2 separate regions of the Triticum aestivum genome follow, and region 1 is linked to region 2. Evidence: chromatin contacts called from public Hi-C data. All regions are on one chromosome and are shown on one strand. The core of a region is the stretch at or near the end of the contact, and the rest is flanking DNA. Distances in the headings are between cores, read along the strand shown.

Region 1 (7,122 bases), core at 1,123-3,622, 190 kb before region 2:
TCTTCCTACTCCCTTTTGTAGAATATGAAGTTTATCATGAAAATTCTCTAAAACATGCATAATTGACCAATGATTGTAACATAGTGCCACCCAGAGGCACTCATTTAGATAAATTGGAAACTACTGCCCTTATACTCGTACCACTCCACCCTTTTACATGAATAAAATTTAACTACAACTTTTTTGGTTGTATTCTCATTATCTCATTGTTGGTTCAATGGGTCAGAGCCATACTAACTCCCTTCGTAATCTCATTGTTGGTTCAACAATTCTAAGCAGTCCCGGAGAATACCTATCTGAGACGAACTTACAATCGATACAACTTTAATTGATAAATAAACCATTCTAACATGCTCTAACAATAAAAGCCTAGATTCACGTTGTGTAACTTAAGATCATTGATAAATAATGAAAAGGTATAAAAGAAATTCAAGCTTTCAGTAAGAACTGCACAAAAATCCACCTAGGACTAGCTTGCAGTGTGTGCAGAGATGAACATATCGCTTGGGAGGAAGAAGAGGCTATATGTAACCATGCCTTCAAGATCAGACAATGGAAGTACAATCGGACGGGCATAAGTGATGTGGATCACAGCACAGAAAGCAGATATGAACAGAATAATCAAAAGAGTACGAAAAGAACCATGTGTCAGTGTAGGCATGAGGCATCATCACTACTGTATAAAGGTTAAGTGTTTCTGTTTTCTAGTGAGTTAACACCTGAAGATGTGCTAGAGTAACAAAAATATAATAGTTGACAGTGATCTTTCAACAGTTTCAATCATTGGGATAAGCATGTAAAAAGATTTCTCTAGAATGCTTCATGTTGTAATATTTAATATTCTTGCCAAAAAAAATATTTATATTGACATGTGCTGAAATCCTAAGTTGATGATTTTTTTTCATGGTCTCCATGTAGTAATATTTAATATTGACAGTGGACCCACCGTAGTTTCTTGTGCAATCCTTTTTGCAACATCTGATGTCCTTTGGTATCTAATAACAGGGCGACGCTTCAGAGCCAGGAAGACAGAAGCGATGCCATCAACAGCTCGATCGCAGAAGCTTTGCATACCAGGAGGATCAACCACCGTTGGAAGCATGTAGATGTGGTTATTGTGTATATTCAGAGTGAAATGGAAAGGATCAATGGCACAAAAGTCAGCATAGAACTCCTGCAAAACAAAACAGCATTCATATACCAACTCCATCCTCCCTTTCAACTCTCAAACACTTCATTCCAATGTGTACTTACAATCATGAACGACATATACCTGAATTTGCTGCACAACCTCCTGCTCATCAGAATCGGCAAGCACCTGAATCTGTGGAATCTTCAATATATTGGAGAAGACTGCAAGGAAACAAACAATAAATGAACAAAATCAGCAAAACTCTGCTGCGACAAGCCAAGCATTTGTCCCTCTTTCAGACCCCGCCACAAGGTACAACACTATCACCCAAACTGCTACATTGTATTGATTTTAATTTTATTATTTCTAGTTACGCGTAACTTTAAAAACTTCTTAGACAGTAGGGTGAGCAACATGTTTTCCAGAAAAGAGCAAGTAGTCTTGAGTAGTTGCTTTAGTATCTTGCTTGCCCCAATCTTCATGTGCTGGTTTTCATTTTGTTGGGGTTGTCTACCAAATTGTTTGCATCCCCATCGCAATCAACTCTTCTGATCTTCTCAAAGTAAAACACACAGAAAACTGAGAAAAGACGTGAACTAACAGGAATGTAGCAAGTTCACGGGTTGAATATAGCAAATGGGGATCAATTACGCACAGAGGTGGCACTCGGCAAATCGCGGCGCAGAGAGGTGGCGGCGAAGCTTCTGGACGTTGTCAGAGGACGGGCGGAGGAAGTAGACGGCCTTTAGGTGCGCCATGGACGCCCTGGAGCTGGAGGCGTCGTCGACCGTCTCCACGAGGAACACCTCTTTCCGCAGGAGATCCGACTGGCTGTACACTACGCTAACCATCCCCACCTGGAACGAGCCCGCGGATCTGGTGAGAAAAATGGGGAGGAGCAGAGGCCTGCCAGGGCTAGGGTTTCGGGGGGCGCGTACGTACGGTTTGGGGGTCGAGGATGAGGACCTTCATGCCGGAGATGTCCTGGAGCATGCGGTCGATGTAATCCCGGATGAGAGGGATCAGCACCATTTCTGCTGTTACTGCGCCTTGTTCTTCAGTGCGTTGTGGTGTAGGTGTAGGGGTTAGATCCCGAGTCGCCGGCGGCGAGGTCTCGGCGGAGCGGAGTAGGAACAGGGTGCGTTCGAGACTTGAGACGGCAGATGGCAAAGGGGAAAGAACCGGGGGTTGGAAGGAGAGAGTCGACGGCAGATGGCAAAGACGATCGGTTCGCTTCTTTGGTTCTACACAATTTCAGTTTGCAGCGAAACTTGCCACGCCCACGTGTATTGAAAGTAAATCTCACGAACTTTAACCAAATTTATTGAGAAAATTATCTATGTCTACAATATCAAATACTCCTATGTATCATATGAAAATATATTCATAATGAATCTAATAATATTGATTTTGCATTCTAAGAAACCTATAAGCTTGATCAAAATTTACAAGATTTGGGTGTGAATAAAAATCAAATACGCACCATCCTTTGAGTCAGAGGGCATAATAGACTTTTAAATCCCACCACTTCTTCTATTGTTATTATCAATTTTTTTTCACAATCACTAACATCACTAATAGGTTTGCAGTTGCTCGGCTGTCACGATGGACACCATCGACGCTGCCGGCATTGCCGCCTAATACTCCGCCGCACCACGTGTTGCACCGGAGGGCAACCCATGACGTCAAGAAAGCGGTGGGTGGAGCGTAGACCTAGAGCCGCGCAAACGGTGGTGGGCAGAACGAGTGGCGACGATCGCCGAACAGGAAGATCAAGCGAGCGACGACGGCCATGATGGGAGTCCGGAGCACGACGAGTTTGGCCAGAGCGCGGTACTAAGAGAGGGTCTGGTGCAGGTGAATTTGCGGGTACAAGGACACACCTTTTCCCAGCCCTTCCCCGATTTACATAGGGGTGGGAGAGAAACCCCAAGTGTCACATCCTATCGGGTGCCACGCATCAACGGCTACCTCCCCATGATGTGCATGACCTCTCGAAGACTGTTAGGAAGACGATGGATTAACGGCCCCACCTCAAAGACCAAGGCGAGACCAAGGGATGCACCTTTTCGGTCCTCCCACCCGACCAATTCAAGATCTTGGAGCTACAGAGACCCTAACGTGTCATAGAAGCGTTTCAGTGTTCTGTGACATCATGCAAAACTCGGATGTGACAATGGCACCCGAGAGGCGAACCCCCTATGGGCACTAGGCGGGAACTAAAATCTTCAGGACTCGGGCGCCATCAATCATGAGTACATCGGTACATGTAGCTGACCTCCATGGTCCCAGGCTGCTCGGGCCACGCCTGAATGAAGGGCGATCATGGTCCTCCATGGAGCACAAGTTGACCCCCTAACAAGAGGTGTCAGGCACCGAGACTTGATACTTGGTTCTAAAAAGAGATGTGATGTTGTTCCTCCACGATGTTGGTTGGGAAAGCCCCGTTTGGTCTGACATGCGGCACTCAGGACTCCGCTCGAAAGCATGGTATGCTCTACAATGGACCACTAGCCCCCCCCCCCGGCTGGGATGAAGTAGATACCACTGAATCTTACTCGACAGTGGCTCAACCGCCACAATGCTCTCACTCGATAGTAGCTCAACCGCCACAATGCTCCTACCCATGCGAGGTTGGAGCCGCTATGATTTTTGCCTTCTCTGTCTTTCAGGAATTCAACAATTCCCGCTCGCATCTTGACATGCAAGACAAGTGACACTAGGGAGCGACTGGCGAGGATATGACACTCAGATGCCATCAACCAAGCAATAGGTTAGCTACATTGTCTCTGATTGTCTCGATTCAGCCACTCGGGTCTGGGTGCCAACTAGATGCCGCCCCTACTTGGAACGCAAAGACATAGAGATCCACCGACACATGACATGGTCCGGCTAGACCAAGTGGCACGAGCCATTCTCTAGTACAATCTGGGCCATGTAACCCTAGTTCAAACGAGTATACAAGGCGAGTTAGGGCCCTCTCGGGAGAGACCTAAGTACCTAATACATTATGTAGCCATCTAACGCTAGAGTTTCCACCTAGCCCCTTCTTCTGCAGTTGTCGTCGCGGCTAGGAACTTGTAATCCAAGAAAGACCTCTCTCCAGCGATCTTCTCGATCGTCAGCAAGCACTCGAGTCATGTAACCACCATAGGTGGGAGTAGGGTGTTAGCTCTCCAAGGAGGGCTCGAACCTGAGTAAACTGCTTATCTCATGTGCTACCATCCCACTATCACTCCCCTCCGAACAAAATTTGTCATCACTCGATGGTAGTGTCGGTCTAAGAACACCAGCAACAATGGTTGATAATTTTGGATTCTTAGGCCTTAATTGGAACAAAGGGGGGAAATTGAACAATATAAATCTTATAGGGAAATTTATCTGACACCATCAAAAACAAATTATATCACGTTATATGTTCATACGAGATTCCAATAGAATCGTCTATTGCATAGGAATTTTAGAAGAGACCAACCTTATATATATTTCTTATCTTTGTGCCTACAATGCCCCGATTTTCCTTTTGTAACATTTAGAAGAGAAAATTTTAGTTTTTATGTTATTTTGGTTCATGTAAGAACCAAGGATACATGACATCTCAATTTTTCTTATTTATTTTAATTTCCTATGTTCCAAATGGGTCCCTAGTGTGTTATTTCCCCTAATTTTAGGTACACCCAAAAAGGGAACAAACGCTTTGTTTGTTTGGGCTATGACTCAAACATAAGTGCGTGTGAGATGGCTATTGAAGGGAAGCTGCTATAATGGAAAAGAGGGTGGATGATGCCTTAGTCCGACACGACACTGTTTTTGGGTGGGTGAGATAGCAAGTGTCAACATGCATTGAGGGACCGATCAAGGCACCCGCGGGAACCGAAAGGGAAGCGAGGTTACGAGAGAGCTCCGAAACTGCATTACAGTAAATACTATTGGTCCCCTTTGAAGCGGGCGAGAACATGTTTCATGGGAAGTCGTTTTAAGAAGCCCAGACAAACACACCATTGAATCCTTTAATTCACTAAGCTCCCAAGGATTAGAAGCTCCCACAATAAAATTGAGGTGTTCAATTTTAGATTTTTAACAACGATTTTGACTAAGTAATCGCCCTGGTGGGTCCCTTTGGTCGGCGCATGGTATTCATCCAAGAGAGGAGGCGGTGCGGGATTTGACTTATTCTGCACCATGCAACGGAGATGAGGGTTCGAAGGGTGAGCGACACTATAGAGAGGGAGTGATACGTCCATTTTTGCGTCATTATTTCCTACTATTACTTATCTTATTTTGAAGTTATATTTCATATTATGATGCAATTATAATGCCTTTTGTCTCTTAAAATGCAAGATACATCAAAAGAGGGACACTACCGGCAGCTGGAATTCTGACATGAAAAATATACAACGGATGGCAATTCTCTAGAGCTCAAAATGATGTGAAAAATTATGGAGATTTATTTTGGAATATATAAAAAATACTGGAAGGAGGAAGTACTAGAGAGGAACCTCGATGGCCCACAAGCTAGGGGGCGCGCCCTACCCCCCCCCCCCCCTAGTGCGCCATGGTGGCTTGTGGGACCCATAGAGGCCCACGGCTAACGCCATCCTCCTATATGAGGCAATTTACCCTAGAAAAAATCATAGGAAGACTTTCGGGATGAGTCGCCGCCGTCTCGAGGTGGATAACTTTTGCTCTCTGATGGAGCGACTCCGCCGGGAAACTTCCCACCGGGAGGGGAAATTCAAAGCCATCATCATCACAAACGTTCCTCTAATCGTGGGAGGCCTCATCTTCATCAACGTCTTCACCTGTACCATCTCATCTCCAAGCCTTAGTACATCTCTTGTGCTCAATCTTTGTATTAAATCTCAGATTGGGACCTAGGAGTGTGTAGTAGTGTTGGTTGCATCTTGTAGTTGATGCTAGTTGGTTTACTTGGTGCAAGATCCATATGTTCATATTGTTGATTGCATATTTATGCCTACTGAACATGTTCAATATTATGAGTTTTGAGTAGTTCTATTTGTTCTTGAGGACATGGGAGAAGTCTTCTTATTATTATTCATGCAAAGTTGATCACTGTTCAATGTTTTGATATATGTTGTGTTGTTACTCCTCAGTGTCGTGTGAACGTCGACTATATGACACTTCACCATATTTTGGCCTAGGGGAAGGCATTGTGAAATTAGTTTGTAAACGATTGGTTGCGGGAGTGACTGAAGCCTAAACCCCAGTTTATGAATTGTTCTATGAGGGGCTCTTTTGGATCCATATGTTTAATGATATGGTTATATTTTCTGGGGAAACATGGTAGAAACAAAAAAAATGCACCTACGATCACACAACAACAATATGAAGATGCATAATGGGTTGGATCACGATCGTTACCGTCATTGAGTTGCAGTGGAAGAAGAACGTGTCGGTGTAGATCATACTTGGTGTCCCTCGTACTGCTCACGAATAGTCTCTCGAACAGAAGACCGAAAGCACGACTGAGGGAGTCCCGGACTAGGGGGTGTCCGGATAGCCGAACTATCATCATCGGCCGGACTCCAAGACTATGAAGATACAAGATTGAAGACTTCGTCCCGTGTCCGGATGGGACTTTCCTTGGCGTGGAAGACAAGCTTGGCGATACGGATATGTAGATCTCCTACCATTGTAACCGACTCTATGTAACCCTAGCCCTCTCCGGTGTCTATATAAACCGGATGGCTTTAGTCCGTAGGACAAACAACAATCATACCATAGGCTAGCTTCTAGGGTTTGGCCTCCTTGATCTCGTGGTAGATCTACTCTTGTAATACCCACATCATCAATATCAATCAAGCAGGACGTAGGGTTTTACCTTCATCAAGAGGGCCCGAACCTGGGTAAAACATCGTGTCCCTTGTCTCTTGTTACCATCCGCCTAGACGCACAGTTCGGGACCCCCTACTCGAGATCCGCCGGTTTTGACACCGACATTGGTGCTTTCATTGAGAGTTCCTCTGTGC
Region 2 (7,500 bases), core at 3,363-5,862:
GGCGCTTCGGCGCAGACACCGCCGTGGTTCGCCAAAATCGACTTCGCCACCTATGGCGGCACGGAGGACCCCCTCAACTGGCTCAACCAGTGCGACCAATTCTTTCGCGGGCAGCGCACCCTCGCATCGGAGCGTACCTGGCTCGCCTCCTACCACCTCCGCGGCGCGGCACAAACATGGTATTACGCCCTCGAGCAGGACGAGGGCGGCATGCCCCCTTGGGAGCGCTTCCGCGAGCTCTGCCTCCTTCGCTTTGGGCCCCCGGTCCGCGGAAGCCGCTTGGCGGAGCTCGGTCGCCTTCCCTTCACCTCCACGGTGCAGGACTTCGCCGACCGCTTCCAGGCCCTGGCGTGCCACGCGTCGGGCGTGACGGCGCAGCAGCGGGCCGACCTCTTCGTCGGTGGACTTCCGGATCACATCCGCGTGGACGTGGAACTTTGGGGACCCCAGGATCTCCAGTCGGCCATGTACTACGCCCGCGCGTTCGAACGCCGCGCGGTGGCCATCCAGCAAGCATCACCGTCTCGGACCGCTGGGTCGCTATCCGGGCCGGATTCCGTGCAGGGTCGGCCTGCGCAGGCTTCCGCGGCACCCCTGGCGCGACCGCGGCGCGCCCGTTCCGTCGGCTCACCTCAGCCGAGCTACTCGAGCGTCGCCGTCAAGGGTTGTGCTTCAACTGCGACGAGCCCTACACGCCCGGCCATGCCTGCCCACGACTCTTCTACCTGGAGGTTACAGACTACATTCCGGAGGACGCCGTCGCCGCCGACCTGGCCGCCCCAGCTGTCGCGAAGGTGTTTGACGCTGGTTGATCACCTCGAGAAGTTCAGCAAGCGCTTCCCCACCTTACAGCTCGAGGACGAGCTGTTTGTGCAGGCGGGGAGAAGTGTTATGACCGGTTTAGCCTATGGCCGTAAAAGGCCCATCGGGCAATTTTAGCCCACAAGTTATCTTAGGTTAATTCGTATGCAAGTTATCTAGGTTATAAATATATGCTGTAAGACTCTTTTTGAGATTAAAAAAAGGGCAACCTGGTGCATGTAGCTCCCGCTTGCGCAGGGTTCAGGGAAGGGTCCGACCACTTTGGGTCTATAGTACGCAGCCTTTCCCTACATTTCTGTAAGAGGCTATTTCCAGGACTTGAACCCATGACCTCATGGTCACAAGGCAGCAGCTTTACCACTGCGCCAAGGCTCCCCTTCACTCTTTTTGAGATTAAGCAATAAGAATATTATTATTCCTGTTGCCCGGCTCCCAGAGGAGCCAGAACCCTAGCCGCCTCTAACCCTAGCCGCCGCCGCCATCTTCCTCCGACGCGACGGTGCCCAGCCGCCGGCGCACCCGCTCATCGCCTAGCCCCGCTCCATCCTTCCCCTACAGCCTACCCAGCAGGTCCGGTAGGATCCCTGGTTCTACCAGGAAATTATATGGCTCTTGTAAGTGCTAATACTTTCATCTTCAAGTTTAGCAAAGCGGCGCACTATTTTCTAATGTATGTGACAATATATTGGGAAATGGGGATCCCAGGTGCCACCCCCCCTATATGAATATAGTATTAAAAACAATTACCAGGAAATTTCAAAAAATTCTGAAATTTTCGGATATCAAACCTGGGTGCCCATTGTCCACCCGTGCTCAGTTTCGTTTGGAATGAGTGCCCATGGTATCCGTGGCGAAGGAAATACGGTCCGACAGACGATCCATCCAAATAGTTTTTTCTATACATAGGAATTCTTTGACTTTTTTACCGAGATTACCATGGGCACCCTTTCTCCACGAAACTGAACACGGGTGTACAATGGGCACCCAGGTTTGATATCCCGAAATTCCAGATTTTTTTGAAATTTCCTGGTATTTTTTTAATTCTATATTCATATAGGGGTGTGTGGCACCCGAGAGCCACAAATCGTCATCCACGGTATATTGCGCTTTATTGCCTGGCAGGCTCAGTCACACGCTCAATCTTGATAACACACTTAAAGCAAGTACTTGGGGATATTATTTTCTTACGATATGCTTTTCTAAGATATTTCATTGACAATGAGTCCAAAGGTCAAACTGAACATCATCATGCTTAAGAATTCGTGTAACTTCTATAATAGTGTTTGTCGTACCAGTTTCTCTTTGTACAAAGAACATACATATTTTCTGCAGTATGCCGGCTTCAAACTACTTCCTGCTGTTGTTCTTTTGTAAATGTGCTGATGCATCTCGAAGTACTCGGGCAGTCTGATACATTATAATTTCGTCTCTTTTTCATCATGAAACATATCGGTTAATCTTACGAAGTTGATATGCTCCTCACTTCAGGCGCAGACTCCATGCCCATCGAGTTGCATTTGTGATCAGCCAACACACTGGAAAACCGAGAAACTTGTGCTTGATCGCCTCCAAGAAGTAGAAATTAGTGAACTATCAGGAACTGAACATGAACGTGATTTTGTGCAACGGTTATTCAGTTGGGCAACGGCCTTAAAAAAGATGACAGTATCTTTTCATCACTCAATTACGGAAAGCAAGGCCAAGGGGTTGTGCCAGATGTTACGAAGCTTCTCCAAATCGGAACTGCATATGGAATTTTATGTGCACCGCTGTTTGGTGGGGAAAGTTCTGTATGTTCCTGAAGATTAACACACTGATTTGCCAATTCTCACAAGCTTCTGGTTTGCTTGGTCCTAATGTTGGCATGCTCAGGAGTGGTGACGAATTCATGTTGCCAGAATATGTCAATGCTGTTGGGATTGTCTTTTCTGGGATGCGTGTTTATCTCTGTAATCGGTATGCAACTATGGATGCTAATTAATTTGCTAGAATATTAGCAGCTTACCCTGACTTCTATTGATGCTGAGAGCATTTGTTAAGTGGGGTGCACTGCTATTTAGTAGTCTCATGGTGATTTCTGCTAGTATGAATTTCTGTTATTGTAATGGTACCCGGGACTGGAAGGTCACCCTTTTGATATCTTTTGTTGGAGTTTGTGTAAGGGTATGATTCTTTCATGAATTGTGAGACTGAAATTAAGTAACTTGGTCTCATATATGGATTCATGTCATGAAGCTATATGTCCAATGGTCTTTCATGTTGGGTGAATTAAGATAAGCTGTTTAGATGGGAGATTAATATCCAAAGCATTAACTACTAATCAAAGCTGGTGGTATTTATCATGTGACGTGCACTTACGAATCTACTGCAGAGGGCAAATGTTCCAAACAAGGTTGCGAGAACAAGACTCCTAGCCTGAGGCAATAACTAGTCTTCCTGCTTATACTTTTATTCTTGTTGGTAGGTCACCCTTGGTTAATTATGTATGATTGATGGGTTGATGTTGTCAAGGCTGTGGATGAGTTTTGCTGAAATCTAACAAAAATGGGCGTCGACTCTATAGGTACCGTGGTTTCGCACTTGAAGACTCCAGTGGACAGTAGTAAAATAAATATGAAAGTTGAAGATATCAGTAAAAGAAAGACTTTTATGTGGTATCTTTGCTGAGGAAGTTGTGCTGACAAAGGACAATCTTGTTCACTGCAACTGGCAAGGAAGCAAGAAGCATTGTTTTTGTGCCCATGGCAAGACAATTAAACACCTCTTCTTTTAGTACAAGTTTGTGCATTCTATGTAGTCAGCCATCTAAATAATGTTCAATTTGTATCCGCCAAGAAGTGTTACCAGTTTGTACGGTCATTGTTCGATGACATACCAAATAAATTTTGTATGCTAATAAGGGTGGATGCATCTGCCTTACTATGGGCGCTTAGACCGTAGAAATGATATGATTTTCAATGTGAAAGTTCATCTCTGTTATCTACTGTTGGACGAATTGGCTTCATACGAGGTTTACACTACTCCGAATGGAGCACCAACCGGTGTTGACAATGGTGTGTACGCGATTGGAGCATATTATATTTTGTGTTAATAAAAGTGTCCTTCATCAAAACGGACACAAAGTATTCACGTGACGATGAATCCACAGCTAAAGTGGTAGTATCTTATTGGTAAACCAGCTGATATTGTTGATTGTGAAATGTATATAGTCTGGATGGGGTCACTTCCTCCTCAAATAACAGGGCTCGCTGGGAGGAATATGGACATGGTGGTTGATGTCACCGTGTCAAAAGTCTCCTTGTGGAGAGACAACATATGATTCCAGATTGTCAAGTTCTATCATCAAGGGAGTGATACAGTATCTGTTTGGCTTGCACCATTGGTGATGGTGGCGGCACGGCACCTCTGACATGTCGTGAGAATTTTTTGTTCCTAGGCTGAGAATAGGTAAAGGAGCGGCCCTGAGCGTTAAGACGGATTGTGGTTTCTTCACCGAGTATCAGCGATAGACATATATTTGAACAAGTCTCCTTTTTGAAGTCTCAAATGTAGAAGAAAGAATATTTTTTATTAAAAATTTGAACAAGTCGATGAATTTTCTTCATCATAACTTAAAAACCCGTAGAAGCGCATGCAACACCTTGAGCCCCACCACAAAGAAAACCATCCTTCCAAGCAATGGGAATGGGTCAGGATAGCACTGGCGCAGCACGATGTGAAACATTGGGAGCCGGGACTGGCCATTTAGCTATAGCTGACCGCACTGCAGCCGTTATTTGTAGCTGGTTGGTGGCGTTTCACTGTCCATTGGGACCTCCTTTCGCTGTGTCATTCATCCCGTTCCTTAGCTCCGTCCCTTGGTGCTCACTTGGACAGTGCCACCACCAAGGCCTCTCGCTCCTTTATTAGCTATATCATCACATCAGACCGACACAGCTTGAGAGACGCAGCAGCAGCAACCTGCAAGCAGAAGCAGTGCGGATCAGAGGGAGGGAGGGAGGAAGGCATGGGCAGCTCATCAGGGCTCGTCGACTGGAGGGGAAGGCCGGTTAACCCCAAGAAGCATGGAGGAGTAAGAGCTTCCATCTTCATTCACGGTATGGAATTGGAATTGGAAGGCAACACCTGCATACTGCATCCTTCATGTCTTCCTAAGTTCCTTTGATTTGCTCGCTCCAGTAGTCTTGCCAATCCCATTTCTGTCAACAATGATAACCTTCTTTCCTTGAGTTAGTACATACGTACGTATGTGCAAACAATTGATCTATTTGGATTTTTCTCGCACACACTTTTTCTCCCTTTAGCTAGCTAGCAAGCAGGTTTCTTGCATGCTTTCCCCCTGCTATGCTGACTAGCTAGCAGTAGCAGGTCACTCTCACTCCCACTTTTGCTATCGGTCGTGTGTTTCCACAAACCATACTCGGTAGAAAGCTTAATCTTTTTGGCCAAGCTTAGAGATGTTAATGGAACGCACGCTTCACTTTTTTTTCTTCTAATCTGTTCTTGTGCATGCAGCTCTGGTGCTGCTGAGCAACGCTGCCAACATCGCCAACATCATGAACCTGGTGACCTACCTTCGCGGCACCATGCACATGGGGGTGGCGGAGGCCTCAACGACGGCCAGCAACTTCTTCGCGGCGCTGCAGATGTTCTCCATCCCGGCAGCCTTCCTCGCCGACTCCTACATCAAGCGCTTTTACACCGTCCTCATCTTCGGCCCGATCGAGATTCTGGTACTATCTACTGCTCCATGCCCCATGTTTTTACGCGATGGATTTTGTTTTTGGTACAACTTACTTATCCATGGAAGTGGAAGGGGCTTTTATTATTTTTAATCTACATACATCAAGCCTCATGCATGATTGCTCCATTATGCATTTCATTCAGTAATAGTCAGTATTTCCCAACCAAGGAATCTAGTCAACGTTTTAGCCTGATAGCACACCTTGAGTTTAATGCTACGTACGAATACGACTAGCTAGCTAGCAAAGGTGCTGGATTTTTCCACCAAGCGCTAGACAAAGGTGGCATGGGTGGGTGCCATCGGCGCATCAACAGGAGCGGAAAAAGGAGGAGCGACGAGACGATCAAAGTGGCATACATACATAGCATGGGTGGGGTCGACACAACGGGGAGTAGTTGGTGTGACTGTCAGAGCTGGATGACCCGCTTTCTTTCTCGCGGGAACCAAAATATCAACAAGTTTCTAGAAGCCCTGGGAGGCTGGGACCATTTATATTGGCTTTTCAGTTAGTTTCAGCTGCACGCTTCTTCTTTTTAAGTATAAAATTACAAAATGATCACTCAAAACCGTGTAGATTACCCGGTTGATGGTCCGTTTTTGTCGTTGGCTTTTGCACTAGATCTTTGAAACATACTAGTAGTTAGGGTGCGCGCTTGAGAGGGAGTTGGACGCACGTTTTCATTTACAAAAATACATGGACTCATCGCCTTCATCTAGAAAAACATTTAAAAAAAATCCTCACCTCCATTTAGAAAAAGAGTAAAAAGGAAAAGAAGAAAAAACTTCAATGCAACCTACCAGCGAGCGCCACTTTCGTAGCCCTCCATTTAAAAAAAATTGTGGGTCATGACCTCCATAAGGAAAATCACATTAAAAAAATTCCTCACCTCCATCTAAAAATAATATCCCAAAAAATATTTTACCGTGGCCAACCAGCTTGCCCCATATGGCATAGCTGATTGGCCGCCCTTCACGCATGGATTTGATGTTCTACATTTATTTTTCTTGTCATTGAGTGTCAGTGCATAGCTATAGTTCTTTACCAGGTTGTGGATGTGTAGTCACTTTGTTATCAGGTTATAGTCACTTGCTTACTACTCTTGCCGATTTAAAACAAATGTCGCAACTTTGAATTAAGCTTAGTTGAGTTACCTCTCGTCCATGTAAGTCTTGCATTGCTTTTGATCTTATTTCTGTGGCCTGGTATCTTCTCTTACTTGTTGTAACATGCATAACACACGACATCTCTTGTTAAATTTCATAATAGCATGTGCTGCATGAAAATACTAACCGGGGCATGTGCACTAGTTAGATTTCCAAACAATTTGTCGTTAGCAAAATTATCTTGTTTTTGGTTTGGTCAATGGGGCTGGTGCCCCATCTGCAGCTCCTACGGTCCCTATCGTTGTGTTTCGCCATCGACACAAAAACAGCAGTGTCCCCTAAAAAAACCAGCAGAGTGGCCCTCGCTATGGAGCTTGCTACAACTGATTGTATGAACTTCTTGAGTTGAGTAATACATTATTCATCCGCAAAAAAAAAAAGTTTGGCAAAACGTCTCACCAAAGTGGGCCTTCTCGTGTGACATGGCAGCCGCCCTTTCAACACTTCTTTTTTCAGTTTGCAGTAGACATCCCAACTAATTGGGAGATCCTCTTTTTTTTTGAGGGGAATACCAAGTTTTATTTATCAAAAACCACAAATTGTGGGATACATCTTGGATCAAGAGGTTGGCCAAACCAGACGTGACGCCCCGGACCCAGTGAAAGCGATGACTTGGCTAAACTATGTGCCTCCATGTTGGATGCACGAGACTCGAAAATGAAACTACATTGAAAAGAGTTTGCTGGAATTTGTATTTCACTAATGACAGCTCCAGTGCTGCCCCTACAACCCTTATTGATATTATTGATAACTTGCTTGGAATAGGAGGA

The links. Hi-C and Micro-C count contacts between places; a contact is called where the count stands out from the background.
Region 1: a contact with region 2 is called in a Hi-C map of leaf, with 3 times the contacts expected there. The contact joins the promoter of LOC123045081 here to the promoter of LOC123045079 in region 2. A contact is called at or near these places in 2 of 5 Hi-C or Micro-C datasets (both in leaf).

The regions. Positions count from the first base shown.
Region 1 is chr2B:392,185,539-392,192,660 of IWGSC CS RefSeq v2.1, reverse strand. It overlaps LOC123045081 (vacuolar protein sorting-associated protein 45 homolog), which reads right to left and starts at 2,372. Exons shown (of 13, transcript XM_044468013.1): 1 at 2,075-2,372; 2 at 1,788-1,989; 3 at 1,274-1,353; 4 at 947-1,174. The coding sequence starts at 2,164.
Region 2 is chr2B:392,001,704-392,009,203 of IWGSC CS RefSeq v2.1, reverse strand. It overlaps LOC123045079 (protein NRT1/ PTR FAMILY 4.5), which reads left to right and starts at 4,612. Exons shown (of 5, transcript XM_044468011.1): 1 at 4,612-4,919; 2 at 5,338-5,555. The coding sequence starts at 4,829. LOC123045080 (putative F-box/FBD/LRR-repeat protein At4g03220) reads left to right here. Exons shown (of 3, transcript XM_044468012.1): 3 at 2,311-3,025. The coding sequence ends at 2,631.